Linked DNA regions of Rattus norvegicus: region 1 is linked to region 2. The links are chromatin contacts, called in public Hi-C maps. All regions are on one chromosome and are shown on one strand. Each heading gives the region's core, a stretch centred on a gene start, on an enhancer-like site or on the middle of the called end of the contact. The rest is flanking DNA. Distances are from core to core; before and after follow the strand shown.

Region 1 (2,736 bases), core at 8-2,507, 68 kb before region 2:
AAGTCTGTGTGTGGTTCTCACTTACAACATGCCCGATGTTACTGTTATGTAGACTGGGCTGCAGTATTTTAGTCCTCATAAAATTAATTTTTAGCCATACACTTTTCATATTCGGTGTGTCGTTTTGAAGTGTAGCCACGGGGCAGCACAGCAGTGCCCCGATCAGTCGTGGCACAGGATGCTGACCTTAGAAGGTTCTAAGGAAGCAGAAGACTCCTAATGTCTGAGAGCACTGGAGTCACGCTCAGGCGGCAGCAGAACGCATCGCTCACATGGTTTATGGTGATGCTAGCCTAAACAAACCTACTCGTGCTGCCCATCAGTCATATAAAAGCATAGTACATGCAATTATGCATGGTGCAGAACACTTGATGAGCATGATAAGCAGTCGTTTATTGGTTTGTGTAGTGACTATACTATACTTTAAAAAATATTTATTTTTATTACTTTAAAAGTATGTGTGTGTGAGAGTGTGGCTCATCCACACCAGGGCAGATGCTTGCGGAGTCCGGAAGAGGGTGCTAGATCCCCTGGAGCTGGAATTGTAGGAGGTTGTGAACCTCCCAACACAGATGCTTGGATCATTCACAAGAGCAGGGCGGCAAGTGCTCTTCACTGCTTAGCCATCTCTCGATCCTCTATTTACATGAGTCTGCGTGTGTGTGTGTGTGTGTATGTGTGTGTGTGTGTGTGTAAGTGAGTGTGAGTCTGTGTCTGCTTGTGTGTATATATATGTATATATGTGTGTATGTGTGTACCTGTGTGTGAGTGTGTATGTATATGTGAGCATATGTGTGAGAGTGTGTGTTTATATATGTGTGTATGTGTGAGTGTGTGTATGACTGTGTGTGAGTGTGTAAGTGTGAGTGTATGAGTGTGAGTGTGTGTGAAAGTGTGTGTGAAAGTGTGTGTGAGTGTGTGTATGTGTGTGTGAATATATACAGCCATGTGTGTAGGTGTGGGTGTTGTGCATGCCTCTCTGCACATGTGTATCCCAGAAGAGGGTTTCAGATCTCTCAAAGCTGGAGTTGCTGGAATGTTCTTATGCAGTTGCTGGAATCTGAACTCTGGTCCTCCTGATTACTCAGCAAGCATTCATAGCAACTCAGTCATCTCTCCAGCCTGTATGCTTTTAGTCATCATTTTAAAGAGTACTGTTTATTGTGGAGAGAAATAATTACGGTGAAGCATAATACTGTGCCAACAGTAGCCAAATACATCTCTGATTACAGCATCTCTTGATTGCATCAAGGGGTAATAGTGGGTGAGTGACCTCTACTTTCAAGGTTTGTGTAAGCTGTGCTCAGTGATGTTCAGATACAATTGTGAAACTAACAACTCGTTCCTCACAGTAAGTCTCTTCTGTTAAGCTTCATGTGACTGTACATCAGTCTTGCCTCTGAATGAATGTGATAAGGTAATAACTATTCTGAATTAATAGTTTTGTAAATCACAGTGCCACATGGTAGGAAGAGATTTAACTTAGAGACCGAGACATGAATTCTGGAGTCAAAGAATCTACAAATCTTCCCTGATATGAATCAATGAAGAAGACAAATCAGAAGAGAAATTCTATGTAAAATTTAATGTAAAATTCCTGTAAACAAATGAGAAGAAAAGAATACCATTAAAGTCACCTCCTGATAACAACCACATTCAGAGAAAGCACCAGTGGCTAATGAGACTGGAACAAGAAATGTGTGGAAGAATGGGCCTGCATAGTCTCAAACTCTCTTTACATGTCATTAATTGCAAAATTGATAACTTTATTGTGGAAAAACCCAGCAGATACCATTTTCACCATGAGCTCAACATTCCTGTTGCTGGAAATGGGACAAGGCGACCTCAGGTGCCCACTGTTGTGATATGTGTGTGTGCCCCAAATTCAGAACTTGAGTTTTATCACAAGGAAGCATCAGATAAACCTAAATTTCAGGTGGTTCTTTAGGGTAACTGACGTGTACCCCTTAAACCTATCAAGGTCCTGAAAGACAGAGAACAGAGTCAGGGCTGTTTCAGAGTAAAGGAAACCGGTAAGGTGCGACTCAATCGGGCTGATCCCACTAAGGAAAAGTTGCTGAAATTTGAACCAAGTCCATATTGTTTTAATGTTAGTTTCTTCATAATGTAATTTTAGTGTGATCATGACAGAGGATATTCTTGCTTTTAGAGCACTTAGTGAAGTGTTTAGAGCGGAAGGAGAGAGAGGATGAGATTCTTGTCCTAGCTCTGATAACCAAAAGACTCAGGACGAGATACTCATTTAAACAGTGGGCGCATTTCTTCTTCTGTAAGATGGGAGCTTGTGCTAATTAAAATGTCTTCAGATTATTATCCTCCTGAAGCAGCACCAGCTGGGAGGTAGTAAGAAATGTAAATGCTTAAGTTCCATCCCAGATGAGAACCAGAAACTTTAAGAATACTCTGGTGTCCTTGAAACACACTCAGGTTTGAATAGCACCATCGTCACTGATGATGACCACGGGAGAGATGGCTCAGTGGTTAAGAGCACTGACTGCTCTTCCAGAGGTCCTGAGTTCAATTCCCAGCAACCACATGGCGGGGCACAACCATCTGTAATGAGATCTGATGCCCTCTTCTGGTGTGTCTGAAGACAGCTACAGTGTACTTATAAATAAAATAAATAAATCTTTTTTAAAAAAAATCTCTTTAGCCCCAGCCTTAATGTTCTCTGGTCCAAAAGGCACCCTTCTTCCAGTTCATTTGTCATTTTCT
Region 2 (2,868 bases), core at 56-2,555:
TCGGGACTTGTAGGAAATAGCATCTAAGTGAAAACTCATAATTGTCCTGAAGCCTTTTTCTCAATAGTCTGTTTCTTAGCCCCACCCCTTTTCTTTAGCCTATGCTCAGGTGAAATTTTCTTTCTTTCTTTTTTTTCCTTCTTTTTGGTTTCTGTGCATCTATCAATGATTCCATCACTATTGGTGAGACTTCCAATGTAAAATGGAATAAAAACCAGCACTGGGCTTTATTGATTTTCCTTGCTTCGTTTCTGTCTTACACCTACTTTTGCATGCGGGTGATTTAACCAAGAGGATGAATGACCAATCTACATTCTCCACAGAAGGCAGACAAAGGGAACAGTGCTTAACTTTCTTCTGCATAAGAGAACAATCCGTTGTTTTTATTAGTTATTATAGGGAGCAAGGAAATCAAACGAACACTTTTGGTCCCTTCACAATCTACATTCGGTGCTGCTACAGAATCCACCCTTTACTGTACATTGCCTAGAAAAGGACCGCATCTATTCCAGAATGACCAAATGATACACCAAGGTGGCTCACTGAAAACCTTCCACTAAGTCACACTGCATCAAATGGTGCTAAGTTTAAGTAGGCCACCTAGGTGCACCCCGTGAAACAACACCCTTCCATCCCCTTTCATTCGCAGGAAAAAATTTTCACCTTTTAGAATCACGTTTCCGCAATGACGTGAAAATACAGTTCACCTGGAACTCATCAATCTGGGACTGGGGGTTGACAAAAATTCTGTTATTTGCTCATTAAACCAGGGGCAGCCACCCTGCTTAACACCTAAAGACGCCGACCCAATACTTCCGGCATGATAATGTGTGAGAGTACTGCCTCCATCATTTAGGATCCCACAGCTGTGGGATGATTATATTTGCAGCCCCTCCACTTGTCCGCCACGACTCCAAAGGACTCCGCCCGCATGGGCTGGGTATTTGATCTGGGGGCCGAGCGTATCCAGACTTTTGTCCTCTGGCCTGAGCGGTGAGCGGCGCCCGCATTGCAGGCGCCAAGGAGACCCCGTGCCGGAGCAGCCGCTGGGCCCCACCTGTCCGTCCCGAGCTGTGGCTCGACCGGTCCCTGCGGCCCGCGCTGCGGCTGCGGCTGGGGCACGCGCCGCGGACACCGGTACGGGCGGCAGTTGGCCTCGGCGGGCACAGCCCGGCGCCCGCAGCGTGAGCCGAGACCCCGGCGACCCGGCGTTCCCGGCCGCGCGAGCGCGCTCGGTTGGTGCGCGCGCCGCTCCGCCCCGCCCGCCCGGCGCGCGCCCCCTGCGCGGCCGGGGTGGATCCGGCGCACTCCCCTCCCCTGAGCGCCGGCGGCGGGCGCTGAATGAGAGACGCCGACTGCTCTGCTGGGCGAGCGCTGCCTCGGAGCTGCGGGCGAAGTGGAGGCGACAGCCGCGGCTGCACAGGTCGGCGTGGCGGGCGGCCGTGCGGGGAGGCGCGGGCAATGGCGGCGGCCGCGGTGCTCGGCGCGGGAGGGCGGGCTGCGGGTCGCTCGCGGTCCCGCGGTGGCGGAGGCCCCGGCGTCGCCTCAGCCTTTCAGGTGAGCCGGGGCCGGGCCCCGCCGCGCCAGCCACACCCCCTCTCGGGCCGGGCGCCTGCACCCCTCACGGAGCCGAGGCGGGTGACCTGTTGCGGGGCCGAACCGCCCGCGGAGCGCGGGGTGAGCGGCGCTGCCGCCGCCGCTGAGGCCGCGCGCGGACGGGGGTGGGGGGCTCCCGCACCGCCGCGCTATCTGCCCGCAGCTCCTGGAATTCCTTTGCTGTGTGGGCTTAGGCGGGCTCGTAAACACCGGGCTTGGGAGGCGATGGGGAGCTGACCTGGAAGGGAGCCCGGACCTGTGCGCTGCCGCGGCTCCCCGCCCCCCTCGAAGCGCTTTTCCTGCCGCCGTGTGCGGTGTAGACGCAGGCGGGTTTCAGGGTGCGTGGGCGTGTTTGGGAAGAAGCTGCGAGCTGATAGGAGGTACCTTAGTACGAATGTTAATTTGTTTGAGCTGGGAGGGTTGAGGGAGGTGGAAGAAAGGGGCCTGATGGTGGCTGTGGAGGAGGGGCGTTTGCAACCCAAAATCTCTCTGCAGAAAGCGCTCCACCGAAAGCATCCAGCGCCTATTGTTTAAGATCGGAGGACGAAAGCACGGGCAGCAGTTAATTGAGCCTTTCCCCGTAGGTGCTCTGCATCCCCCCCCTCCTCCCCGCCCCTTATAACGCTTAAGTGACTATAGAGCTTTGTTTCGGTGTCGCCGTTTGTTTTATGAATTGACTTTGGTCTTGTTTATGTAATGTTTACCATCCGGTGGACCCGAGGTCGTGTGTCTTTGAAGATGACCATTAGAATTTGGTAGAACTTTTCCCTTGCATGAAGGAGTACCGCAGTGCCACAGTTCGTTAACTTGCAAACTGTACAGCCTGTCCCACCCACATATGATTGTTCAGGCATCACAAGTGTAATACTGTTACTGCAGAAGTGGGATTTATAACCAAACAGAATTACTTTAATAATAATAACCTCTAGTGAACGAGTGTGGTCATGAAGCTTCAAAATGTGGAAAATTACTTGTCTTGGCCATATGTATACATTAAATGTGCTTATTAAAGTTCCCTTGAGTGATTTTAAGTGTAGTTATTTTGAGTTTAAGTTCTGGCATAGTAATTTTGAAATATTAAGATCCAGTCCATCGATCACACCATGCATTGATTTCAGAAATTTGACTTTTTCTGGAAATACTGTTCTCTGTCTTTTTTTCACCAGATTGCAGCAGAAGTTGAAAGATCTGCTTGAGTGTCAAGATCCCAGTATACTTTTCTGATAATACAGTATCAGGGGGGATACACCCAAAAATTCTGAGAGAAATAAA

The links. A called contact is a pair of places that touch in the nucleus more often than the background predicts.
Region 1: a contact with region 2 is called in a Hi-C map of liver, with 4 times the contacts expected there. The contact joins the enhancer-like site here to the promoter of Ralgps2 in region 2. A contact is called at or near these places in 3 of 12 Hi-C or Micro-C datasets (hepatocytes, kidney and liver).

Annotation. Positions count from the first base shown.
Region 1 is chr13:71,673,137-71,675,872 of GRCr8, reverse strand. No RefSeq gene overlaps it. Among named protein-coding and RNA genes, the nearest start is that of Ralgps2, 68 kb to the right of the region's middle. Within about 2 kb of position 1,257, at least 5 of the 93 cell types and tissues checked have an H3K27ac peak or open chromatin away from gene starts, as enhancers often do. A contact at or near this core is called in hepatocytes and liver, where this site is marked.
Region 2 is chr13:71,605,176-71,608,043 of GRCr8, reverse strand. It overlaps Ralgps2 (Ral GEF with PH domain and SH3 binding motif 2), which reads left to right and starts at 1,305. Exons shown (of 20, transcript NM_001401396.1): 1 at 1,305-1,423.